Linked DNA regions of Zea mays: region 2 is linked to region 1. A link is a contact called in public Hi-C data. All regions are on one chromosome and are shown on one strand. The core of a region is the stretch at or near the end of the contact, and the rest is flanking DNA. Distances in the headings are between cores, read along the strand shown.

Region 1 (7,405 bases), core at 1,931-4,430:
AACTTCACCGTTGAACTTTTCGGTGCCATATCGTTATGCGCCGGCGCTTAAGGAAGAGATCGAGAGGCAGCTTCAGGAGATGCTTTCTAATGGCATTATTCAACCCAGTGCCAGTCCGTTTTCTTCGTCCGTGCTTTTGGTAGTCCGTTTTCTTCGTCTGTGCTTTTGGTCAAGAAGAAAGACGGCTCATGGCGGTTCTATGTCGATTACAATCACCTCAATGCCATCACTGTCAAAGGCAAATATCCGGTACCAGTTATTGACGAGTCACTGTATGAGTTGGCATCGACTTCATGGTTTTCGAAACTGGATCTCCAGGCTGGATTTCACCAGATCAGACTGCATGCCGGTGAAGAGTATAAAACTGCATTCCAAACTCATTGTGGACAGTATGAGTTTAAGATCATGGCATTAGGTCTGACTGGCGCACCTGGCACTTTTTAGTCAGCGAACGCTACTATGGCTTCCTGTCTCCGTCAGTTTGCTCTCATCTTCTTTGATGACATTCTTGTATATAGCTCATCATTTGAGGACCACCTGTTGCATCTTCTTGCAGTGTTACAGCTTCTGGAACGGGATCAATGGCAGATTAAAATGTCCAAATGCTCCTTTGCTCAGCAAGAAATTAACTATTTGGATCATGTGATCAGCTCCCAGGCTGTGGCTACGGACCCGCTAAGGGCTTGTTCGGTTCTACCCCAATCCATATGGATTGAGGGGGTTTCAATCCCTAGTAAGTCAAAATCTCTCACAATCCGTATCAATCCCCTCCAATCCATATGGATTGAAAATAACCAAACAAGCCCTAAAGTGTCTGATATTGCTACATGGCCTTGTCCTCGCTCAGCTAAAGAACTCCACAGTTTTTTGGGGTTAGCGAGTTATTACCGCAAGTTTGTGCGCCACTTTGGTGTCCTGTCTAAGCCTCTGACTTCCCTTCTCAAGAAGCACACCATTTTCATCTGGACATCGGTTCAGGACCAAGCATTTCAAGCATTGAAGGAGGCTCTATGTTTTGTGCCTGTTCTGAAACTGCCCGATTTTTCCCGCTCTTTCGCCATTGAAACAGATGCTTGTGCGACTGGAATTGGTGCTGTGTTGACTCAAGATGGTCACCCTATTGCCTTCATCAGTAAGGCACTTGGTCCTAAATCACAAGGCCTATCAACGTACGAAAAAATATGGCAATCCTTATGGCTTTGTCTCAGTGGCGTGCATATATTCAACTCAAGGAATTCATCATCCATACCGACCAACGCAGTTTGGTACAATTGTCGGAACAGCGCCTTCATACTGCTTGGCAGCAGCGGGTGTTTTCCATGTTGTTGGGCCTCAATTATCGTATTGTGTACAAGCGTGGAACGGACAATCGGGTGGCCGACGCACTCTTCCGCGAACCTTCTCATGATGCGTCTTGTGCTACAATTTCTTCAGCAACACCACACTGGTTGCTAGAGGTGGAGTCTGGCTATGATCAGGATGATTTCGCTGCTCGTCTCAAGGCTCATTTGTTGCTCGCCCCTTCATCGGTTCCTAGCTTCTCTTTGGTGGACGGTGTTCTGCGCTATAAAAATCATATATGGATTGGGCACAATGTTACTCCCCAAAACAAGTTGATAGCAGCATGCCGTGACAGCGCATTAGGTGGCCATTCAGGATTCCTGGTGACTTATATGCGAATGAAAAGGTTGTTTGCGTGGCCTGGATGAAGACTTCGGTGCAACAGTACCTCTGTTCTTGCTCTGTCTTCCAACAAGCAAAGCCGAACCGGTCTCTCCTCCCTTGTCTTTTATAGGCCCTTCCCGTACCCGATTCAGCATGGCAGATCATTAAACAACGGACAACAAGAGCAACAAAAACACCAAGTATAAAGTATAAGCTAATAAGTGCTTAAACCGAGCACAGAAAAAATCTGGCGAAAGGAACTGCTGGAAAAAAATCAGTTGACGAGGTGAAGTGAACTAAGAAAACTGAGCAGCCAAACGCCCACAGTGCATTCGATCAGTTTCCAACAGAAGTACAGAAATACCACTACTGTTCCAATCCAATCAAGCAACACGACTGCATAAAGAGCTCAAACAACTTCTAACAGGACACCGCATAGGCTCATATGGAGGAAAATGAGCAAATACGCGTGTGCAGCCGCGAAACTTCGAAGAACCTACGAGTTCCAGGCATCAGACGACAGCAGCCCTAAGACTCCAGAGCTCAATCCAACCACATCAAGAAGAGATGCAGGACCAAGACGAGCAACAGAATCGGAGTACCAAAGGAGAAGAAGAGAAAAACGGAGGGAGAAAAGGCCGCCCTCGTGCGGGGGCGGGGCGACCTGCGCAGGTGAGGAAGCCGTGGATCTCGGAGGCGACGAGCGGGTCCCGCCCGCCGGCGCCACCCACCATGGTCGCACTTGCTGTTGCTTCCGCGGCTAGGAATCCGGAGGTCGGGCGAGCGGGGTTGGCGGGCAGGGTTGGCTGGCGGTGAATCCGGAGGTCGGGCGAGCGGGGATGGCTGGCGGTTTGCGGCGGCGCGGAATCCGGAGGTAGGGCGGGTTGGGGAGTACCAAAGGAGAAGAAGAGAAAAACGGAGGGAGAAAAGGCCGCCCTCGTGCGGGGGCGGGGCGACCTGCGCAGGTGAGGAAGCCGTGGATCTCGGAGGCGACGAGCGGGTCCCGCCCGCCGGCGCCACCCACCATGGTCGCACTTGCTGCTGCTTCCGCGGCTAGGAATCCGGAGGTCGGGCGAGCGGGGTTGGCGGGCAGGGTTGGCTGGCGGTGAATCCGGAGGTCGGGCGAGCGGGGATGGCTGGCGGTTTGCGGCGGCGCGGAATCCGGAGGTAGGGCGGGTTGGCGGGGTTTGCGGATGGTTTGCGGTGGCGCGGAATCCGGACGTCGGGCGAGCGGGGGCGGGGGCAGTCTACGTTGAGCTCTTAATAGTTAGTAGAGATTCGATTACCAGTGGTGCCAAATTTTTATATGACGGTATCAGTTTATAGTGTGATATCTGATTATGGTGAAACTTAAATAAATATAATTTAATGTTATCATATATTTTTCACGTTATAAATATATGAACCAAATAGCACCTTAGTATTTACACATCCCAATACCACCTAGGTATAGAAGCTCAAATCGGATGCCGAAACAAGTTGTCGTGCAAGCCCACCGTTCCTAAATCCCTCTCAGCGGCAAAACGCAAAACGGCGACAAGCCCCACCGTTCCCGCACAAACAATTGCTTGGCCCGGCCCTGCGTGTCACGGACGGGAGGGCGCACTCGCCATCCATCCCCGCGCACCTAGGCCAGTGGCGGAGTGGCCACCAGTTTCCTCGGCTGCTCCCCTCCTGCTTCCCCGATGACACAGCTGGACCTGGACAGCCCACAGCTCACAAGGGATGACCAAAACCCCCAACCCAAAAACCCTAGCGACCAGCCACATTGATAACCTCCGCCGCCGCCGACGTCGATGCCCAGGCTCTCCCTCACCGTCACTGACGCCGCCGCTGCCATGCCCTTTGCGCTCCGGCTTGGTGGTTCCCCAGCGCTCCGCCCGGGCCCGCGGTCCCCGTCGTGGCTGCGCTTTGGCGGCATGGCCGGGGCGCGGAGGGCGCTGTTCTGCTCCGCCGAGGACGCCAGGCGGTGTGGCTCGGACGACTACGCGGAGGCGGAGGAGGGTCGGAGGGGAGGCGGGAGCCGCGTGCCATCGGAGAGGAGGATAAGGGGCGGGAATGCGGCCGCCGCGGTGGGGACGAGCGTCGAGCTACTGGGGATTCCTGGTGTGGGGCCGCGCAACCTTAGGAAGCTCGTGGACAATGGCTTCGAGGGCGTCGCGCAGCTCAAGCAGCTCTACAGGGACAAGGTGCACTTGCTTGTGTTTCGCCATTTGCTAGTTTGTGTGTTACAAGTAGGATTTCGTTTGCTTCAGGGCGTGGGCATTACGCTGCGCCACTGTTATATTGGTTATAATATTGCATCAGAGAAAGCCTACACTTGTTAGATAATTTCGGTCACAACCCTTTTGTTAGTTACTTAAAAGAACACCTAAAATGGCCGTGTTTCCACAATTAGTACACGTGCCTACCTTTGTGCTTCACCTTGGTTAATAATAACAGTTTTAGTTGCTACAGCATACATTATACCTATGCTTTGTTGTACAAATCAAAATATTGAATATCATGTTGTGCACACTTACACACTGTATGCTGAAAGGTATCCTTTCTGCAAGAAATTAACAGTGTAAAATATTTAAGTAGCAAATAGAGGGTCTCTAGTTTATTTATTTTGTAAGTAACCAAGCATATGTGAGGAAGGATAGGCCTGGTGCAGTGGCGAGAGCTCACTAGGTCATGGGTTCCTAGCAGCATCTCCACATTTGTGGTGGGAAGACTTGCCTCGGTTTATTCCTTCTTGAGGCCCAACTCATGTGGTAGCCTCTAACACCAGGTCTGCGGTCTGCCCATCCAGGCATATGTGAAAATTGAAATCAAATGATAGGAACATGTCATGCTAATAAAAAATGTTCTAATTTCAGTTTTGGAATTATTGGTCTTCTGAGACAATAGCATCATCAATCCCCTTATCTTGAAGTCTCTTAAGGCCCTGTTTGTTTCTCAGGAATTGAGTGGAATTGAAAATAATTTAATAATAAATGAGAAGCACTTTCCAGATGTTGGTTTCAATTCATGGGATCCAAGCAGGCTCTAAAGAAAACAAGGTCCATTTTTGAGTATTTCAAACAGTCAAAATTGTAAAGGATCCATGTCCATTGTAGGGAGAAATTTGCTATTATGGAGATCCTCACGTGCGGCTTCGACGTTTTGGAGGCGTAGGCGAGGGATTAGCTGATATGGAAAAGCAGGGAATAGGCCACTCGCTAAAACGAACAAGAACACTCTATTACTTGGTAACCTCTTTGATTAAAATCATGGATACTCACGTCGTCTACATCCGTTACCTCTCTCCTAAGCCGTCGTTCTTTTCTCCTCTTCTCTTCCTGCGCAAATTTCTCTGGTCGTCTTCCTCGTCCTTGCAACAGCCACTAGCCCAAACTCCATAGCCCTCGTGCCTCCTCTGATGCCTCACTCCTGCTCCAGTTTGCTGGCCGTGTGTTCGCTCATCTCCATGGCCGTGGTTCCCCAAATCCTCTCTGCTCGCCGGTTGCCACGAGCTCCAGCTCGGATTCAGCCCTGCGCGCCGTCTCTGCTCCCTCGCCATGGACGCCCCAGCTCTTCCTTCACGCTCGGATTCCAGTTCCCTCGCCATAGAGTAGCTAGCAGCTAGGGTGCTCCGGTCTTTGTTTGTTTCTGCTCTCGCAACATGTACATTGAACCAACCAACCATGCCTGCTGCACGTGTAATTGTGTATGCAGGATCTTCTATCAAGGTTGATCCAATTAGATGCAGGCAAAAAAAAAGCTGGGATCCAGTCGACAGTTCTAATGGGTCATGACGTCATGCCATCCTGTACCACACCTCGACTAAAAGCAAAGGAAAAAATTAACAAAAAATCACGCTATCATTCAACTACCATGCACGGATCCATAAAATTACCAAAAAAACCAATCACAAAATCAAAACAAGTTTTCTAGATCTCATCGTACTTTCCGTGGTAGAGGTATGGCCGCCTGCTCGCTATCTGTTCTGTTCCATGTTCCAACATCCAGCGAAGGCCGAAGGCCGAGTGGGCAGATGGGTGGCTGAGCCAGCGGACGAGAAATCAGAATTTGTTAGGTTGTTGTCGGCCATGGAGCTTGCTCGGAATCGCCCTCAGCTGTCGGCCATGGAGCTTCCTCGCCGCTCCCCTGCTTCCATGGCGGCTTCCCCATGCCGCGCTCCCTGCTCGGATCCCGCTCGCGGAGCTCCTGGCTCGCTCCTATGCTCGCCCATGGTGGCTCCCTTGCCATGGCCGCGCGTTGCCGGATCCTCTGCAAGCTGCTCGGCTTACCGCCCCTGCTCCTCCTCTGCGCTTGCACAATCCCATGGCTTCCCTCACTCCTGCTCCAGTTTGCTGGCCGTGTGTTCGCTCATCTCCATGGCCGTGGTTCCCCAGTTCCTCTCTGCTCGCCGGTTGCCACGAGCTCCAGCTCGGATTCAGTCCTGCGCGCCGTCTCTGCTCCCTCGCCATGGACGCCCCAGCTCTTCCTTCACGCTCGGATTCCAGTTCCCTGTGTCGCGCGCCCTGGCGGCTGCGCCTTGCCCTCAGCGTCGGTCATCTTTGCCGGGCGCGTGACCCTGCTCGGCAATGAATATCGCGTTGCTGGCCCAGCTTTCTCCATCTCCCTGCTCCTGTCGTTCGCGGACACGGCCGCCCCTGCCCTGGACGAGCTGTACAGGAGGAGCGGCGACCAGCCGGAGACCGAGCAGCAGGCCGACGAGGAAGACGAAGAGGACGAGGTCGAGGTCGTGGAGAATGCGACGGGTATGGCTCCGCGCGAAGGAGAACGCGCCGGAGATGGAGGACGCGACGGGGATGGAGGAGAACTGACGACGACGGCGCTGGGACGGAACCCGGTTTCAACGAGACTAATACTGCTCTGAATCCGTTAATAGAGTTGGCATGTCCATTTTAGAGTGTTGGCTATGTCCAGCTTTTCTATAATGGAGAAACCCTCGCCTGAGCCTCTATTTCGTTGAAGCCGCATCCGTCGTGTTTCGTAATGTCAAATCTCTCCATTGTAGGTGGAAGTAAACAAATTCATGCTGTTAAGTTGCAATTGTTGCATATAATATGTTTTCAAGTCGTCCGATTAATCGCGATTCCAAGTCGGTTTGGACCAATCACGATTAATCACCCAAGTCGTCCGACTAATCTTGATTAATCGCGATTAATCACCCTAGTCGGTTAGCCAGAACGACCAGCAAGTCGTCCGACTTGAAAACATTCCATAGATGTTAAAGTGCTTACGTGATGTCGTAGGTTTACAAATGATACGGGAACACTTTCAGCTTAGAGCATCATGCTGTTTGGAGTATGTTATTTTTTTCACGAATTTTGTGTTTTTCCAGTGAAATTCTTGCATAAATCTTTCGTTTTTTTCTTGTTAATGCTGTTGTGTAAATTTAACAGTTTTCTCCATTTGAAACACTTTTCTCTCGATTTAGAACCACTTTATGCTTTACTAATTGCTTGCATGCATGTGCAGTTCTTTGGCAAGTCTAGTGGGCAGATGGTGGAATTCTTACAGTGTTCTGTTGGCATTGTACATAAGAATCATGCTGAGAGTATAACCTCATTCATTAAAGAGAGTATTGATGAGGAGCTGAAAGATACAGATTCATCTAAACCCACTCAGAAGAAGAGGCTAACCTTTTGTGTGGAAGGGAATATCAGCGTTGGGAAAACCACTTTCCTCCAAAGAATAGCTAATGAGACAATTGAACTGCGTGATCTTGTAGAGATAGTTCCTGAGC
Region 2 (7,405 bases), core at 2,582-5,081, 170 kb before region 1:
CACCTGAATCTAAAGAACTTCATGCATATATATTACATAGCACGGCAACATTCATCAAACATGCTACATCCTCTCTTGAATCTGTTAGTTGAAGTTCAGGCTTCACAGTCAGGCCACTTTCATAGTCGTCTTTAGCCTCTTTGCAGCTTGCACAAAGCCGACAATGACCTGCAACTCATCCAATTGCTTCAGCATGGGCAAAAGCAAATTGGAATTAACACACCAAAGCAGACTGTCAGGACCTAATAACATCGTAATGATATAAGTTATTGGAGTCAGAAATTAAATTTGTTTCATCAACCTGGGCTGTGAAGTGCCTTTGAACAGCATCAACTAACTGCTCTCTGGATGGATTAGGACATGCATCCTGTTCAGCAAATGCAGTCAGTTAGAACAACGAAGCATAATTGGATACTTGCAGTTGATAATAGAGGCTTATCTAGGAACTTGAGCTCTACTTACGAGATTGAAGTGACGCCAATATCTCAGCAGTGCAGTCAGTTCTAGCTTGCTTAGGTCAACTTTCTGCAGTGTTACCGGTCAAAAGAATGTAAAGATACAAGCAGCAGAAGCAATGTGGACATGTGGTCCGAAAATAATACGACTGAGCAAAACTAGATATAAAGTCATCAACACAGATTACTGTAAAGTGATTGTTGGATTCCAACCAAATGATGTCAAGTCCACAACCCAAGGAAGCGAAAGTCGCACCGTGTGAGCTCTTGAGGAAGATGAAACAGACGTCTTGGAGTGGGAGTCACATGACATTGAACGGCTGATGGATTTTCTGTGGAAACCCCTATGCTGCCTGCTCCGTGACCGCTGTGGCTTTGGTGATAGTGCATCATCGGAGGCTGCAAGAAAGAAAATTAAAGAAGGCAGCATTTCAGACGCATGTGACCAAGTTGCAGGACATGGTTAGGAAACAACAAAACTGTGCCTCAATCTAAATTCAGCCTCAATCTAAATTCAATCTGTACAGGTCCATGACCCTTATGGCATTTAGATATCTTTCGGATGTTATTTAATCAAATGCAATGCTAGTCCCTATAAGGAACGTTATGTCTCTAGAACTTTTGTGTTTGTCTTGGATGGATGTGACTATTTCGGATTCTTTTTTCTACTAGTTGCTGATGAATTGTGCAATCCAAACCAGTATGGTAGAAATTTGACGAAACTAGTACATAGAGTGAGTGATACTCGGTCTTCACGAATGTACAAATAAAACCAAGAACTATGTTTGCTCGAATTGAAATGAAACACGTTGGGGAATCAATTATATAAGAAACAGTTCTAGACACGAACTGTGAAACAAACAAAACATTGTGATTTGCAAAAGAAAAAAAAATACAATCCTGGTAGCTTACCCATATCTGAACTATTCCACTGCATGTTTTCACAATCAAATTTATCATCATCCTCGTTGCCAGTCGGAGGTTCTATCACACTTAAAGCATTCCGCTGCAGCTTTACCTCTATTCCATTAGTAAGGACCTGGAATTTGAGAGCAGATGAACATCAGGTTTTTTAGGAATAAGCGCAAACTTAAAGCCAGTATCATTTGATAAAAGTTGGTGACTTCTATCATGCCAATTCACAAAGTTTATTCGAAAGCAAAAAATTTAGCACAAAATTCGAGATGTATATATAATGGCTATAAAGGGCTAAAGAATAAATATTAAAACAGCAATGAGTGGTGGTGTGCGTGCCGAGTGTGGTGGTGGTGGGATCCAAACACCTAGCGAATAACAATAACCTGCCAAATGGGGCCAAAACATCACGTGAGATAAGATGTCTAAATCAGTGAACCATTTAATTAGCCAATGCACACGACAGCGACCTAAGCAGTTTGTATATTGGAAGTTTGAAACTAGAACCAGACATATTGCTGGAAATCAGCAAAACATGATTTCATCTACAGACCTATGACTCTAGCGGTCTAGCCTAGCATTATTTAACCAAAAAATGCCCACATAATATAATATTGTTAATTACCCAAAAATTCGTACTGTCAAGTTTGGGCTGAAAAGAGTTTGGGGTGTGAACTCAACAGCTCGTCGAGACAACGATGGTTGTCTGAATGAGTGATTGGATGGGATAAATACCAAACTATTTTGCGAAACAGAAAGGATAAATACAAATCAAGTTAACGGATTGTCCGCTTTAGATTAAAATTGACTGTTTGGATTAAAGCCAAACAAATATGACTAAAGGGTTGTTTCAGTGTCTATACACTAATTTTTAGTCCATTCATTTTATTCATTTTAATTCTTAAATTGTCAAATTTAGAAATATTTAGCAATTTATGGACTAAAATAAAGAGACTAAAAATTAGTCCGCCAAACACCTCCTAATCCGATACATTGTGTTGGCACAATGCAAGAACAGTGAAATACCGTGCATGCAACTTGGAAAGTTTTCGTCTGAATAACTGCAAGCAGCTGGCGAAAATTTCAATAGAAAATTTGAGATCAGCATAAACCTAATGGCAATATTGTGACCTGGATGGAGAAAAATTAGGAACAGTCCAATGCTGAATCAAACTGCAAGGTACAACACTGCTGCAATAACTTAAACCCAGAATTAGAAGAAGAAAAGGGAAAAGAAAACAAGATCGATCTGAATTAGGTTAAATCCTCCACACACGGACCTGATCGAAACTCTAGAGCAACTAAAACCCAAAATGAACAACTGGAAAAGCAATTCACATTGCAGCAAGACAAGATCTGGGATTAAAAAATCAGCAATTGCAAGGTGGAAGCAGCGAATTACAAGCCAATGCCAACGGCATTCTTCAGCTCAATCCAAATTCCCTAAAAGGACAGCAAAGACTACAGCCAGACTCAAATCTAGATACTAAGCGCAACAAGCAATGATGGTCCGCGACGAGCAGTTTCCGAATTGACGCTGACAGCCCAATTCAAATACAGATCAAACAAAAATGAAACTCTGCAGTGCAATCAGGACCGCGAACAATGCAGCGACAGTGAGGAACCAAGATCTGAGTTTTTGTATGAATAACTGCAAGCAGCTGGGGAAAGTTCGAACAGCAAAATTGGGAGTAGATAATCTTAGGACTAAATTTGATGGCAATACTGCAATCTAGATGGAGAGATATTTGGAATAGTCCAATGCTGGATCAAACTGCAAGGTACAACAGCGCAGCAAAAATTCAAACCTAGAATTAGAAAGAAAAAACGGGTAAAGAAAACAAGACCGATCTGAACTTCAATAAACTAATCCAAATTAGCAATCCGAGCTAAACTGGGGGTAAATCCTCCAAACCGGACCTGATCGAAGCTCTGGGGCAAGTAAAACCCGAAATTGACAACTAGGAAAGCAATTCGCATTGCAGCAAAGCAAGATCTGGGATAAAAAAGAACCGGCAATTGCAAGGTGGGAGCAGCGAATTACCAGCCAATGCCATCCCCCGAGGCCGACGGCCTTCTTCACGACCCCGTGCAATCCCACGAGCACCGACTTGGTGCGGTTGTTGCCGGTGACCACCACCTTGGTGTGCCGTGGCAGCACGGACATCTCATCCTCGCCCCAGCCCGCCGGCACTCTGTTGACAGCCGCAATCATCCCGCCAACGGATCCGCGCCCTGCCTGCCGCGAATCCTCCCCCAATTGCCGCACAATTCAGGCGGTGGTTTGCTCTGAGGCTAGAGCATAGGTCCCGTTGGACCGGTTTGGTGCGGTGGAGGCGCTAGAGGGGGGAATTGAGCGCGCACTGGTCTGTGTGAAGCAGAGGAGGGACCGAGGAGGGAGTGCTGCGGATGCGTGTGTGTATGTGTATGACTTTCTTGCTTTTCCTGTTTCCTGTGCTGCTGGCCCGCTGCTAGTACCCTACAACGCTTGCCTGCTATGGATCCCAGTGCGCAGGCGCCAGCCAGTGAGAGCGGGACGCGTGGCTTAGATTTTTTTTTTCTCGATGCATGTTTAGATATATCGTAAAAAACTATGTCTGAAAAAATTCTTATAAATATCTACATTTATATCTATCTATCTATATACATATAAAGTATATATCTAGAAAAGGCAAAACTCTTATAGCTTAAAATAGAAGGTATAGCAATATATTCGGGCTCTTGTTCGAATGGTTTTGAATTTGGTAGCGCCACAAAGCAGGGATGAGATAGTTGGTTGGTCTTGCTAGACCGCGTGCTGATGGCCCACTAAATTATTGTGCTCATTATCTTATGACATATCCCTCAATTGATTATACGGTTCGGCTTATGCTAGTTTTTTTTAGGTTTATCTTAGATCCAGAACTTTGATATTTTAAAATCATAAGATCTTTGGGACTTTGTTTTTCTTCTATGATAGTTATTGCTTCATGCGATCATGCATTGCTACGGACATAATATAACATGACACCTAATAAACATATGAGATAAAAATCCATGCGTTACAACAAAAAATATCACGATAATATAAGTATAAACTTATAAACATATGTTATACTATAACACTCGGATTTAAGGACAAACCCAGATACATCGCATATATATGTCAGGATCAAATTTCACACATATAATCAGTCAGTGTATATAAACCAATGTCACAAAACTTATTATATAAATATAATGTCTTTATAGAAATAAATAAATAAAGGAAACTAAACGGTCCAGAAAACAGTCTTGCCATTGAGGAGCAGGACCGGATGTTTGGCAAGTGGTCCCAAAGCTGGGAAGGGCCTTACAGAGTCATGTAGGTAATATCTGGTAATGCATATATGTTATAGACTTTGCAAGGTGATGAGCTACCTAAAGCATATATATGAAGGGGTACGACCGCTTGTGGGCACCAAAAATAGAACCAATCAATACGTTTATCAATTCATCTGCTTTTGTCCTAGGAGTAGCTAGAATGTAGCATTCTTCTTCTCAATCTTCACATCTCTTCGACTTTATGTCGTCTAGAGACGTCTTGAGTGGTCTACCGACCCCAAGACAAAACCTAGGATCACTCCTCCCTGTCGGGGTCCCTCCCGGGAAGCGAGATCCAGGTGTTGTTGGCGAACGCAGCCGTCCCTGCACACGCACGGACCGTCTGGCCACCACGTGTGGACCGTCCGACTCGATGTAGAGAAATCAGCTTCTGCCGCCAGGACGCGGACCGTTCGACCCTAGACCGCGGATCGTCTGCGTCGCCACAGAGAACCCGCCAAATAGAACAGCTCCCAATGATTGGCGGCTAGATCCGCGTCAACACAGCTGCTTATATATTATTCCCTCGCTCTTTAGTAAATTAATTCTTAGAGTTGTCTATTTTTTTTAAAAAAATAGTCTAGTTTAGAAACAGGACGTCGAATTTTATAATGCCAAATTAGTATCATTAGAGATGTCATAACTATACTTTTATGTTTTCTTCTATATACTGTTAGAATTATAGGCATTTTCCATATCATTTTAATTCCATAAATTAACATTATGATGATGACATATAAAAGATAATTAATCATAAAAATCGTGATCTCAAATATATCCATAACAATATGAATCATGAAAACATAAATCTTATGAATCATATAAATCATATAAATATAATAAGCATGTAAACTGACGGAACAATTGGAAATAAACAGATAACAACATAAACAACATGACTGTAAAATTAGAACAAACAGATATAACATATTACTAGCATGAACAGACATCAGACATGTCATGATATAATATAACAGGACAGTTTGGATAATTCTATGACTACATATGAAACAACAGAGATGAATATATGAAACATATATAATCTGCAGAACGTAAAATAGTAAGGAACTGAATTGATCATACCCTCTCATGCGCTCCGAGGATCCTGATCCTTGTCCAGCTTCTCTTGTCATGTCGCCAGGAAGAAGAAGATGTTTTGGGCAGTCGCGTAGACGCTCCCCAAAAACCTATTTGACGATCCCCGTGCAAGGTCTCGAACGGTAAGGGCTTCGGAGGCACCTGCCCTCTCGCTGCTCTGTGCGCGCAGAGCTACGAGACACTTGCGGCTGGACTGTGATTTTGAAGGTTCTGCTCTCGTACCAAATGACAGGGGTTCTCCTCTACTTAACCTTTCGCGGAAGGAAGTTGAAGGAGAAGGGTCAACCTTTCGCGGAAGGAAGCTGAAGGAGAAGGGTCGCATGCGGCACGCCAAGAGACGGGCAGCTGAAGGGTAAGGGTCTCGCATGCGGCACGCCAAGAGACGGGCAAGAGTTGAAACTCCCGCGTTTAATGAGTGCTAAAAATTAACACAACCACGCCCGCCCGCCGTCTGCCTGCCTGCCTCGCCACGCCACGCCACGCCCGGCCCGGCCGACGGCGGCGGCGCGCGCGCGCGTGTGTCACGCCCTTGTACGTTTCTTGGCTTCTCAAATTAAGTGGAATAATTCCCACTATATAAGTCAAGCCTACGACCCTTGGACTTCCAATATGGTACTATTTTTTATTCTCCACCATTACACATCATAGAGTTTATTGAATAAATGGGCCAAGCCCATAAAAGATCCAACAATCCCCACCAAACTCTAGGGTTTGTAATGATGAAGTATCAGAATCACAATCCTTTGATATACCAGTGTTTCGATGGAGACTATTAAGTTGAACATCCATCTAGAATAAGAGTTTCACTCATTCACAACTGAACAATGGACTAAGCCTTGAATTGACAGTTTTGTGCGAAATAAGATTCGCTCAAATCCTTTGCTGATACTAGGCTGCAAAAGGGCATTCCTGCTGTTTAGAAGCATATAAGTCACACTTCAGTGCCTTTCATGAGTATTTAGGGATTACCCAAGTCCCATAGAATGTGACCAGAAGTCTGACTCATATAGGTGTATTCCTCAGAAGATGTTCTGTAGGACAACATCTCACCTTTATAAGACTCTTGGAATACATTAAGGTAAATACCATCCTGCCTTACAGATAGGAAAGATGTGCATCAGAAATGAGTTAAGAAAGGGATCTTTCCTCACAACCTACTCCTAGCTTGTTTCTCCACTCTACTTCACGGGATCTCCGATCACATAGAGCAGGTTACCACTAGAGTAGATTTCACATGGGTCTCATACCCATTTCTCTCGATGCACTTTCTATCACATTGCATGACAGACCCTTAGTGAATTGATCTGCCAGATTATCAGATGTGTGAACATAATCCATCGTTATAACTCCAGAGTTTTTCAGCTTTCTGACAGATTTCAATCTCCTCTTCACATGCCTTGTAGACTTCATGTTATTCGTAGAACTGTTAACCTTTGTAATCACCGTTTGGTTGTCACAGTTCATGGAAATAGCCGGTATCGATTTTTCAACTATCGGTAAATCCAATAGGAAATCACGAAGCCACTCGGCCTCAGCCCCAACATTCTCTAATGCTGCGAGTTCTGCTTCCATTGTAGACTTAGTTAAGATAGTCT

Evidence for each region. A called contact is a pair of places that touch in the nucleus more often than the background predicts.
Region 2: a contact with region 1 is called in a Hi-C map of endosperm, with 2.2 times the contacts expected there. The contact joins the promoter of LOC100276938 here to the promoter of LOC100285588 in region 1. A contact is called at or near these places in 5 of 25 Hi-C or Micro-C datasets (ear, endosperm, leaf and 2 more).

The regions. Positions count from the first base shown.
Region 1 is chr8:103,754,129-103,761,533 of Zm-B73-REFERENCE-NAM-5.0, reverse strand. It overlaps LOC100285588 (ATP binding protein), which reads left to right and starts at 3,180. Exons shown (of 5, transcript NM_001158479.2): 1 at 3,180-3,854; 2 at 7,138-7,405. The coding sequence starts at 3,462.
Region 2 is chr8:103,920,293-103,927,697 of Zm-B73-REFERENCE-NAM-5.0, reverse strand. It overlaps LOC100276938, which reads right to left and starts at 3,831. Exons shown (of 6, transcript NM_001150629.3): 1 at 3,415-3,831; 2 at 1,368-1,494; 3 at 712-854; 4 at 463-525; 5 at 302-367; 6 at 1-186. The coding sequence starts at 3,585. The coding sequence ends at 109.